Regions from separate parts of the Mus musculus genome. Here region 1 is linked to region 2. Evidence: chromatin contacts called from public Hi-C data. All regions are on one chromosome and are shown on one strand. Each heading gives the region's core, a stretch centred on a gene start, on an enhancer-like site or on the middle of the called end of the contact. The rest is flanking DNA. Distances are from core to core; before and after follow the strand shown.

Evidence for each region. A called contact is a pair of places that touch in the nucleus more often than the background predicts.
Region 1: a contact with region 2 is called in a Hi-C map of the N1E-115 cell line, with 2.6 times the contacts expected there. The contact joins two enhancer-like sites. A contact is called at or near these places in 8 of 39 promoter capture datasets (cranial neural crest, embryonic stem cells, frontonasal cranial neural crest and 5 more), 4 of 484 Hi-C or Micro-C datasets (the N1E-115 cell line, embryonic fibroblasts and nephron progenitors) and 3 of 115 datasets of contacts at active chromatin or transcription factors (embryonic fibroblasts, embryonic stem cells and fibro-adipogenic progenitors).

What each region holds. Positions count from the first base shown.
Region 1 is chr8:36,921,791-36,927,640 of GRCm38.p6, forward strand. All of the region lies in intron 2 of Dlc1 (deleted in liver cancer 1), which reads right to left. Among named protein-coding and RNA genes, the nearest start is that of Dlc1, 28 kb to the right of the region's middle. Within about 2 kb of position 3,576, at least 15 of the 459 cell types and tissues checked have an H3K27ac peak or open chromatin away from gene starts, as enhancers often do. A contact at or near this core is called in the N1E-115 cell line, where this site is marked.
Region 2 is chr8:36,828,837-36,834,500 of GRCm38.p6, forward strand. All of the region lies in intron 4 of Dlc1 (deleted in liver cancer 1), which reads right to left. Among named protein-coding and RNA genes, the nearest start is that of Dlc1, 120 kb to the right of the region's middle. Within about 2 kb of position 4,270, at least 16 of the 459 cell types and tissues checked have an H3K27ac peak or open chromatin away from gene starts, as enhancers often do. A contact at or near this core is called in the N1E-115 cell line, where this site is marked.

The DNA.
Region 1 (5,850 bases), core at 2,326-4,825, 92 kb after region 2:
GAATTTAAGGAAAAAGTCATACATTAGAAGAGAGTGACTTTTTATTATTAAACTACAAACCAGAAGAAGCTCAGGGAAACAAATACTATATTAGATGATATTTTCAATTAAAAAAATGTTTTGCTAACATATACCTGAAATACAGCGAAATCTTCAAGGCTATCTTTTTCCCCCCTCCTACACACAAAATGAACAGTTGTATAAAATAGGGGGATAAAACATTTTCTTTCATCATTCAAAGAAAAAAAACCTTAATATTAGGTTTGTGTTACATTTTTATGTGGGCCAATTCTTTCTGATGCCTTTTAAATTATAGCTTTTCTATAATAATTTGCAACTCAGCATCTTCTGTGTGGGGCCAGCAGCTTTGCATTGGTAGCAGGGCACACCATTAACGCTCTAAATTACAGCTCCTTGACCTTGTCAACACAGGCTCATTATTCCGATTAAAGTGTAGTGGAGGGATACTTAAAGTTCCTTCCATTTGTGACATTTCTAGGAAAATGAAAAGAAAATTCTCTTTCACTTCATATATGTCAGGAGGAGGATGCTGACACTGGCCTAGTCAAAGAGGCTACTGCTTAATGGGTAAATTGTACATGGAAAATACATTAAATAGTACATCATTTACAACAAAATGGAGTCAAAGCACAAGGAGTATCTTTAAGGCAAGGGGAGAAAATTAAAAGCCCACTGACATAATGGCAAGCACGTGTTGTGAGAATAACTGCTGTGTACACAAGAGCTAGGTCTTGTTTGTCTAAATGTAGGTGTTGGTCAGCCATACTGATTCAATCTTCCACTTCCTGTGTTAGGGAAAGTGTCCCTAGGCCCTCAAAGGTGAGCATGCTTCCTGGTTTTTGTTTTTGCTTTTTGTTTTTGTACTTCTGTGGAAAACAGGAAAGCAGACCACATTCAGCCCTCTTACTAACATCCTTATGGAAGTCACAACTTCATTCATATTTTGTCAACTCTTCTACCACAAGTTTTGAAAAAGAATTTTGTTTTTGCAAGGAGCCAAATGTGAAGTCTCAGATCATAACTGCTTGTTACACATATGGACTATAAACTTATCATAAATCACAAACGTCCCACTTGCTATAGGTCTCTAATGAGAGAAGATATAAGTTAAGTCATTGCATTCTACTTTCTGAACATAGAAGTCATCTGCCAGTGTTCACAACCGGCATCGAGCCCATGGGATTTCAAATCCTATCTGCTGCACAAAGAGTTATCCATCACAAGTACACAGCATACACAGAGCCGATAGGAACCCATGCTCTGTTCTTAATTTAAAATGTCTTATTTACACTAAGAAGGGAATTGTAATTTTACATTTCTCGTCTGTTCCACTCTTATTAACATACCCTTGGGTGGCCTCCTCCCAGTGATTTTAAAGAAAATGTCCCATTATGCGTTTTTCTCTTGGCTTTTAGCTGTTGCACTTTGATAGACTTTTAAATTACAGGTTTAAACCACTCCCTTGGTTAGAGTAAGCAATCATATTTCCAATGTGACTCTTAGGGGTCCAGGAGAGTGTGAAATCTGGCAGGAACGGCTACCTCGGCATCCAGTTTTGTGGTTAGTATATCTACTGACCACATCCAATCATCAAGCCAGTTTTCATGATCTGCATTTACTGTTCTGCTTATAATCAATTACTATTGAATCGCTAGTGTGCAAACTAATGGGAATGTAATGCCAGCACCACTTTAGTGTTCATTGCTATACAGATACCTAGATTTGCTTGTTATTTATTTTAAGTGAATTTCAAAAATACTTAGTTCAAAACAGATCTAACTTGGAAAAGAAGAAGCTGATTTGCTTCAGGTCAAGTCTTGGGTATCTAGTCTCACCAGCCTCTATTTTTTCATAATACTGTAAAATAGCTGAAAAGCAAAACCCTTATTATTTAAAAGTGTTTGTTCATTCAATGACTTCACGGTTTCAGTGAAACATTTGATTGTTTCCTGAGACTTTATGTCTGTGGTTTTTATAATATTGATTTCCATGAGAACAGTTAAAATAGCCCAGAGACAGCCTTATCCCCCAGTCCTACAAGTACAAAATCCAGGGTGCATACTTCAAAGCTCAAGTAAGGCACAATGAAAAGAAATCCCCCATTTGGAATGGGACCCTTACCTAATACTGTTCAACAGACATGTTTATGATTTATATCTTGCATTATGCTGAACCATGGAATTAGTACACTGATGTTTCAGTGCATAATATTGCATGTGGTTCCAATATTGGTTCTATTGACTATTGCAGTATAATATATGGCTGAAGTTACTTATTTACTCATTATATTGCCATAAACAAGGCATAAACTCCTTTATGTTAAGAGCATCTATAAGTCTGGCAAAAATATAAAAGTCATGGGAAAGAGGAGGTACTTAGTAAAAGCTCAATTGACCAATGCCAATAGGTGAAGGGAATAATGATAAAGCTATATAGCTAATGTCGATCATGTGGATGGTCTACATTTGTTCTCTCAAATGATTTCCCCCCTTCAGTTATTCCCAGACATTTCAGCTTACTGTCAAATCTGTAACTAGGTCAATTTAGTAAAGCAATAAAAACGATCACTGTGTATACTAATGATAATTATAGGCACATGGTGTTCACTCTCTGTCAGGCTCTGTCTTGATGACATGTCTATTCATATATGTGAGCACAGATGCTCTTCTCAGTAACAGAGCGACACTATATTATACGTATGAAAAAGCTGAAGCAGAGAGATTAAAATGATATGCCACATCACCAAGTTGTAAGTGAGAGAAACCCAGGCAGCTTGGCCTCAGCATCTGCTGGCTTAACTCCTGTCTTCCACATCTGGCACTGGAGCAAGGAAGCTGCTGAATCTTCCCATGGACCATGTGGTCCTCCAGAATTTTCTGGATGTGCTGCTATACATAGATGGTGCAAACTCAGGCTACATTAGCATTTGGCTGACTGCAAGCCATAATAATTTTGCAAAATCTTCATTCATTTGACAGCCAGATTTTTGCCTCATTTTTTTCAATGAAAAATTATTCTAGCTCTACGCTTTGTACCTATTCAATCACAATTTATGGCTCTTTTAATGTTCCTAAGAATCTCATAAAGGAAAGACAATTGTCCCTAAATTCAGAGACATGTATAAATCACAGAGTTTGAATCACATCCCTGATTTAGGTTGGACTCATTCCCTTATCATGGCTTACTTTCTTGGCAAGAAAAATCCAGCTCAGACTAAGCTATTCATTTTCTAGAGCAAATAGCAACGCTAATTCAACATTTCTAAAATCTCTCGGCTAATTTTCAATGCATATAAAATGCAATAAACCCCTCTGAAGTTTTCACTAGCTTAAGAAATGGAACCTGAAATCCAAGAGGTCCATCAATCACTTGTTTTGTTCCTAAGCCGATATAAAACTGGAACAGGAAGAGAAAGAGCAAAGATGCACGCTTTCTATTTGTTTAGTTAATTCTAATGATTCCTAAGAAAATTCCCGAGAATTCTCTGTCCACAGAAAGGGACAGAGATGTTGTGGGCAGCGAAGGGTGTGGTTCTTTCTAGGAACAAAGCCAGAAGACAAGCAGATCCTCTTGGCACCATTGTGTCTGGTGCCCAGATAACAGTGGCAGGGTTCTGCTACATGGGTTATGCAAGATCTTTATCAACTCCTGTGAATATTGCCATTCCCCCCCCCAACCCCCCAGGGAGGCAGCTAAAAGATCTGGTGGTTTTCTTTGGTATTAGAAGATTAAATAATTAGTCTTGGTTTATAGTAACAGAAATCTATGAGGAGGAAACACAGTCAACATCTCTATTACCATCATCTGTATTGTGGAGTTGGCTCTCAAGCAACCATTCATTCCCTGAAATAACACCATACAAGTGTTTTAATTCTCACTCCAATAAAAGCTGATGCCCAATAAAAGTGAACTTATTAACGATAGCATTAATAAAGAGCACAAGCTGGCAGATTGGCCCACTCATTAGATCAGAGGCCTATAACACATTATAACTAGTTTTTTTTGGAGACTACTCAGAAGTAGAAACTCTTAGATCTAATTGCTTCCTTTCAGAATGTATAGGTATATCTATGTGTGCATAGACATTTATATATAACATTTTCCCTCAGTGACGTCTGGCAGCAAAGCTTTCACTGTCTGTGGTATTCTCCATAGGTATTACAGAGAAACTTACTGGGGTCTGAAATGTTCTAAACACATTGCCCTTCCTCTTTCTATACTTTCCCTGCCATTCTCATCACGCCCACCCTTCTTTCTCTTCATATTCCCCTCTGTCCACCTCCTCTTCCTCTTTCTTATTACACTTTCCACCATTCAGGGACAGCCTTGTATGCTAGCAAGCAGAAGACCTGCTTGGCTTTTACACAGGGATTTAGGAGATGTGAGGGCCTCTGCTGTGTGGCTGCTGCTGCTGTTCCCAGTATCTACATCCTTCTGTACCATCCCTAGCTTCCTCAAAGTGACATTAGCTGGAAACAATGTGGAATTCCTAGCTTAGTGACCTCACAACCAGCTTAACTGTGTGCTTCACTTTCAGCATATGTCTTAATTAACTAAAAATATAGCCATGAATTTTTGTGGTAATATATTGCTAAAATTACACACACACACACATACACACACACACACACACACACACACACACATACACACACATATGCTAAAGTCAATGTTAATGGATTTTCTATCACTTTGCATTTCTATCCTATTCACTCCTCCCCAGAGGCAAGCAATCATATTCTAAATACTATTTCTTACAGTAGTCATGTGATTAATGGATTCTGATCGATCATTAACTTTTCAACTTGAGATGTACTTAGAACCAGGTCTTACATTATTTCTTTCTTTCCCTGATTCCCTCATGCCTTGTTGCAGGAAGGAGACTGTAGTATAAAGCGTAGACGATTTGGTCAATGATTTGCTACATGTGACTTAACTCTTCCTATTCTGTTGTTCATTCCGGTAATTATTTAGGGCTTTGATACAAGATCTTGATGTGTAGTCTCCTGAGGTTGGCTTCAAAAGTGTAACCTATGACCATCCTGCCTCAGTCTCCCAAGGACTACCACAGAAGACATGTGACACAGGGTCTGGCTGTGTGATTTAATTTCTTCAGACTTTTTGTTGTGTGGGCATTTCAATGATAATATCATTTTTCTGAAAAATCATTATAACCATAAGAAATTTACCTGATCTAACATTTATGAGCAGGTACTAAGAACTCGGTAGATACTACAAACGTAAGCTTGAGTACCTGCCTCAAGTGAACTTATTCTGGGATAAGCAATGGTGAATTAGAAAATTCAGTGAATTCGTCCATTATATGTTATTATGCAAAAATATAAGAAGGATATATATATATATATGTATATGTATATATATATATATATATGTTAAAAAAGAATCACTATATGGTTGTGAAGACAAGGGAACAACTAACTCCAGCAAAAATTTGAAATTAGGGGCTGTTTCTTCATTCAAAAAGATTCTACTATCAGATGATCAGTTCCAAAAACATATACACAAGTAACATAGAAATTGAGCAAGTTGTACTGTGTATTTAGGAAAATACATGTGGCACACGTATATTTATGTGACAACAATCAATGGAACAAGAGACCATGAGTTTGAAAGGTAGCAAGAGGAGAGGGTATATGGGAGAAATGTGAAGGAAGGGGGAAAAGGAGTAAATGCTATAATTACATCACAATATACAACTGTTTTAAAGGACTCCAAGGTATTTGAGTGTGTCGAGTGTGAGTTTACCAGGGTCTTATGCTTAGCATGAGAGAGATGCAGCCTATGAGGACTGGCTGTGGGCATCAGAGG
Region 2 (5,664 bases), core at 3,020-5,519:
TCCACAGGCCCCATCTCCTCAGATAATGGACACATTCACCAGTGTGGAACTGAACACAGCCCTGTATTGTGGGGGTTTCCATGCTCATGAAAGACCTCTTCATCTTTCAGTCTTCCCTGAGGTAGAATATTCCAGTCTTTCTGAGAATTCCACCCAGTACATTGTTCCTCATCTTATTGTAGGACATGGCAGACAAGGATGGCCTTTCTGGGACATGGAAATCTCATCTTCTCATTTAACCCAATTGTCCTGGTTGGGAAATTTCTCAATTGTTTATGTGTTTCTCCTTAGTACAGAAAACACACAAGAATGTGAATCAGCCTAAAGAAAAAGCTGTTGCAGGATTTAGGCAACGCACACAAATATTATGTAAAGCAGTCAATTCACCAGAAGGATTTTCATGTCTTACTCTCAAGGAACACATTGACTATGTAGATTGAGGCAGAAAAATGTCTTATTATCCTAGAAAGCTCACTATATCTTGTTCGGAGAGTTACTTCCACAAACTCACCAGACATTTGTAAATCTCTTTAAAAAGGTTAACAACAACAACAACAACAACAACAACAAAAAACCTTTAAAACTGACTTAGTTAAATCCTAAGTGAGAGAACACATAGCCTTATACACTGCAGTCGTAAATAAAACATACCTATTTTTAGAAAATGCTAGGAATGATTTATAAATTCATGGTGCTTTGTTTTATGAAAGCGGCATGCATTCTAGATTTCTGTTATTTTTCAAAAGTTAATCTAAGTGCAGCACTATAATAAAATAGAATTAAATAGAGAAAGTGTGAAGAAAAGACAAAGTATGTGGACATATAAAGTGTCACTTTCTGCATGAGCAGGTATATATAGAAACCTGAGAGCTGTATGTTTTTATGTTGAAGTTAGCCCTGTGCAATTTGACTCTGGAAATGCACGGTCGGTGGTTTTGTAGCTTTTTGTGGGCTTTGTATCAGAGTAGAGGACTCAACCTTCTGACAGAGCTTGGCAAAGGTCAGGCTGAGTGAGTCCATTCGAAATTTCTCAAATCTTCTATCAAAACTGGAAGTGCTCTCCTCCTCACCACCCCAATCATCGTCACACACGATGAGCATTAAATAGTCATTTATGCACTCTGTGCCGGGTCCCCTCGTCCAACTCAAAGAAAGCAAAGTGCCTGCAGCATTTTATGGAGTAAATAATTCATCAGAGGATTGGATAACAAAGGGAGGAAAACAGGAGGAAAACTTAGCGGACATCAGCAGCAAAGTATCTTGGAGGGAATAATGATATTCTGCTTGTCAGTGTCTGAAAAACGTTTAAACTACTGCTTTTATTCCTGCCCCAAGACAAAGCACTTAAAGACGGAGGCTTGTCTACAGTCTTGTCATCTTCCAACGGAAAAAGAGTGAGCTCTGCCTTTTACTGTGCATTACAGACCATTTTGCATTAGGCTGAACATTCCTCAACACGCTGGTGATCATTCACTTGTTTTCTTCAATCATAGGGAAAGAGTGGGATACTGCAGGTGAACGGGGCCAAATTCCTAGGATTTGCCACAGACAAGCGTCTTCCTTCCTGTATTTGTTTAAGCCTGTACTTCCTGGAGTACTGGCTCAGCAATGTGTGGAAGCAGGGCTGATGTCTGGAATCAGGGACAGGGTGAAGGCACACCCCTTCCTCGAATCCAGTGCTTCTCAGCCATCCCGGTGCTGTGACCTTTAATACCGTTCCTTATGTTGTGGTGACACTCAACCAAAAAAAAATCATCGTTGTTGCTACTTTATAATAGTAATATTGCTACGGTTATGAATTATAATGTAAATATCTGTGTTTTCAGATGGTCTTGGGTGACCCCCATGAAAGGCTCAGCAACCTTTGATGGGTTGAGAAACACTGCTCTAATCTCTGCCCAGGACTCTTTTCATCAGCTAGTCTTTGAATACTGAGAAAGAAATGGTTAGTGTAGAACACGTGAGATCAGAGTTAGCAATGGTAAGTAATTGAGAATGCAGACACATATGTGGAGCTAGGCAAGAGCTGTTTAATGGATTCACAACTATCAATGTGAGGATGGGGACACCCATTTATTCCATTTTTGATCTTCCTTTAAGATTATGCCACACGGCATCCTTTCGAAGCATTGGATAAGTAACATCCTGCTTGCATCTGTGTAAGTCATGCATGATGAAGCAGGCTCTTTCCAGTCAAGAGTCGATCCTAAAATAGTAAAAGGATCAATCTGGTGAAGGGAACTCTCATTGTGCAAAGCCTTTTCACCTGTTCAATCTTGATGACTGGCCACTTAGCAAGAAGTGTATGTATTAGCAGAATATACATGTTATGGAATAAAGAAGAAAAAAACCCACTGGAAACCATCGGGGGCAAAAGTAGCCGAGGAGCTACACAGAGGTTTCCCACATCTGCACCATGACTTGCTAGTTTTTGGTGTCTTTGAACTAAAGTATTTTTGCTGGGGTAAGTTAGGACAGAAGGATACATCACAGAGTTCCATGACTTGACCAAAAACATCTACTAATTTGCACCTACAGTTTCAAGTCTGGGACAGCATTTTGTTTCTATTTGATATTTTTGTGCCTTTGTGCAGAAACCTGGAGCATTATAAGATGTCTATTGTGCCCCATAAATGAATGACTTGGAATCACACATGAGGGAGGGAGCAATGAATAATCACAAGTCTACATAGCAAATCCAGCCACTGAAAGATGTACACTGTTTACAAAAAGTCTTCCAAAAATGTATAATATGAACAGTTATATGGGCAGATGAAATTTGCCAGACACAAAATATCTATCCACTTCATTGAAAGGAGGACATTTATGTGGTAAGCAGTTTTGTGAAGCACTGAGTCTTCTGAGAGGCCCAACTTTAAAAACAAAGTATGTAAAAATAATAACAAGCGAATATTACATGAGTTCATTATATTTTTCTATGAAATCAGAAGCCCATGAAACAAAAATCACATATTCCTGGAGGTCTTGTCTGTCTGTCCCTTGGTTCGCATTTTTTGTGTAACCCGCACTGTGTGTCATGACGTGTCATGGAATGTTCTCTGTGAAGTTTGTGTCTTACAGTTCTGAGGACTTGCTTCAGTCTGCCCAGGCTTGGCACATCAGAGTGGCAAACTCAACTGGGTCACTCCTAAAGACAAATTCTTAGTAGTTTGGAGAAAGCAAATTTGCCTGACACTGTGACCTTCTGCTATGCATGAAGTGATATAATTTGACCAGAAGATGGCAGCATTTGGAAAGGAAAAAAAATAAACAGGCAACCCATGGGAAGGGATTAAATGTATTAGAATTTCCACAAAAACAGGAATGAAGGGCAGCAACATTATTGTGAACTGTAAGACGCTTAGTTGTACAAAACACAATTTTAACAAGAAGTCAAGAAGGTTCGTTGGTAGGAAGTAGATGCACATACATCTTACAAATATCATTTTCCTGGTTTCGGGACATTTAAGAGCTATGTATTATTCTTAAAGCTATTCTAAGAGCAGCCATCTGATTTTTTGCATTTGTTTTATTTACAACAATACTGAATGTCTCTCACCATCCTGAGAGGGTAACAGAACACTCTTTTATGTGCCTGGGTTTTATAACTTTAATTTAATGTAAAAAAATGCACGGGGTAGCCGATAGGGCTAGTCTTTGCAATACTTCTTCCAAGCATACAGTGGATGGAATTACCCATAGTTCACTGTAAGTTTGTTTCCTCTGTGAAATGCAGAAACAAACTAGGAAAATAATGAAAAAAAATCACAGGCACTGAGGGGAGCAGTAATGAAAAACTGAAATAGTTTTAAGTTGTATGCTTCATGGTTTTAAATACACGCAGTCAAGATTTTCTGACTTCAAGACAATACTTGTTTCATTTATGATCTGTCTGTCTGTCTGTCTGTCTGTCTATTCATTCATTCACTTTACATCCCAATCACAGCAATTACCTTCTGCCAGCCCCCTCCTCACAAGCCCCTCCTCGTATCCCCCCTGCCTTTCACCTCTGCAAAGCAGGGAGGTCCCTCTAATGGAACCCACCTACTCTGTCACCTCAAGTCACCATAGGGCTAAATATATCTCAAAACAATATTTTAATGACAAATACTAGTAAGTATTCTGTAAGAGAATATTATAGTCAATATTCTATTATTTCAACAAGTTTTAGAGAAATGTCCTTTGCTCTAGAGTTTGAACGTACACAGTATCCATGAGGCTGCTGCCAGTGCTGCTGCTGCTAAGACTCTGTCATCTTTACCCATCTGAGCCAGCCTGACCTAATTCTCTCGCCTGCTGCTGACTTGGCCATTAGAGAGTCAGTAAGATACTTAGCATCTGGAGAGCTCCCTGCCACTTCCAGATCTGCACCCAAACTGAACCTGCCGTGAGATACCTTCCTCATCTCTGTGCATGAGATCGCCTGACCAGGATGAAAGGGACTTCACGAGCTCTCCTTAGAGCTGACAGAAATCAGACCCAACAACAGACAGGCAAGCTGGGTGTGCTAATGCACACCTCCAAGGCCAGCTTTTGGGAAGGCGAAACAGGAGACTTTACAAGTTGAAGACCAGCCTGGGGTACATTCTGGGCTGCGGTGCAAGGCTTGCTTAGCATGTGTAAGGCCTTGGGTTTGATCCCTAGTATTGCCCTTCTGTCAGTCTAGGCAAACTGATGAACAATCGGAGTTATTATTCCTGGAGCAATACTATGATCTATTTTAAACCAGCCGTCATACGTTTGTTTTATTGTATCCACATTTGGTATGTGTAACAGGGTCATGTGTAAGTCATTGCACAAACGGCGTTGAAATATTTTGACAGGTCACCTGATAAGTATGTGTTTGGACACTATTTTTAAAGAAACTTCTTTCATATTTTCTCCCTTTTCTGCAATTATAAATCACCATACATCTTTGGGATGTCTGCATTTATTTCTACTTCTGGTTATATACAGTTTTAGGAAGGCCAAAAAGACAGCACCATAACCTTGAGGTTTTAATACCCCTCCCAAGTGTCCATTGATGATAGCATTCCGGGTGCTCATATCACGCTTCAGGATAGATCTGTGTAAAATTAAAATTGTGTCCAAACCTGAAGATGAAAGGTTTAATATGGAAGTGAATTGTAGAGTGGATTAAATCATAGAATTTGAAAACATAGGTAGAGGGAATGAACCCCCCTCAAGGATATAATAGGATCCAAGAATCAGCAATAGGGTCTAGCCGAGGGGTAGAGTACTTGACTACCAGGCAGGTGGGCTTATGTTCAGTCTCTAGTGTAAACAGAACAGTTTGTGACAGAGGAAATTCAATTTTTAGTGTCACTGAATAAAACCTGGTAGTACATAGCTGCATCTGTTTGTTTATTTGGTTGTGTGTGTGTGTGTGTGTGTGTGTGTGTGTGTAGGTGTGTGTGTGCTGGAAATGTAGTTCAGTGATGGGAAGTTCAAGGTAGGGTTCATTTCTCAGTATAGGAAAGAAAAAGAGTAGTTCAGAGGATCTGGGAAAGAATGGCTTTGAAGATAGAGTGAAAATATCAAATCAAAACAAATCTTGCCCTAACAGAACGGAGTTTGTAGGGTACCAGTCCACAGTTCAAGGCTGACGGGAGGAATTTAAGAGGGAAATGATAGACAAGGAAAGCCCAGTGAATGGTGAGTGCC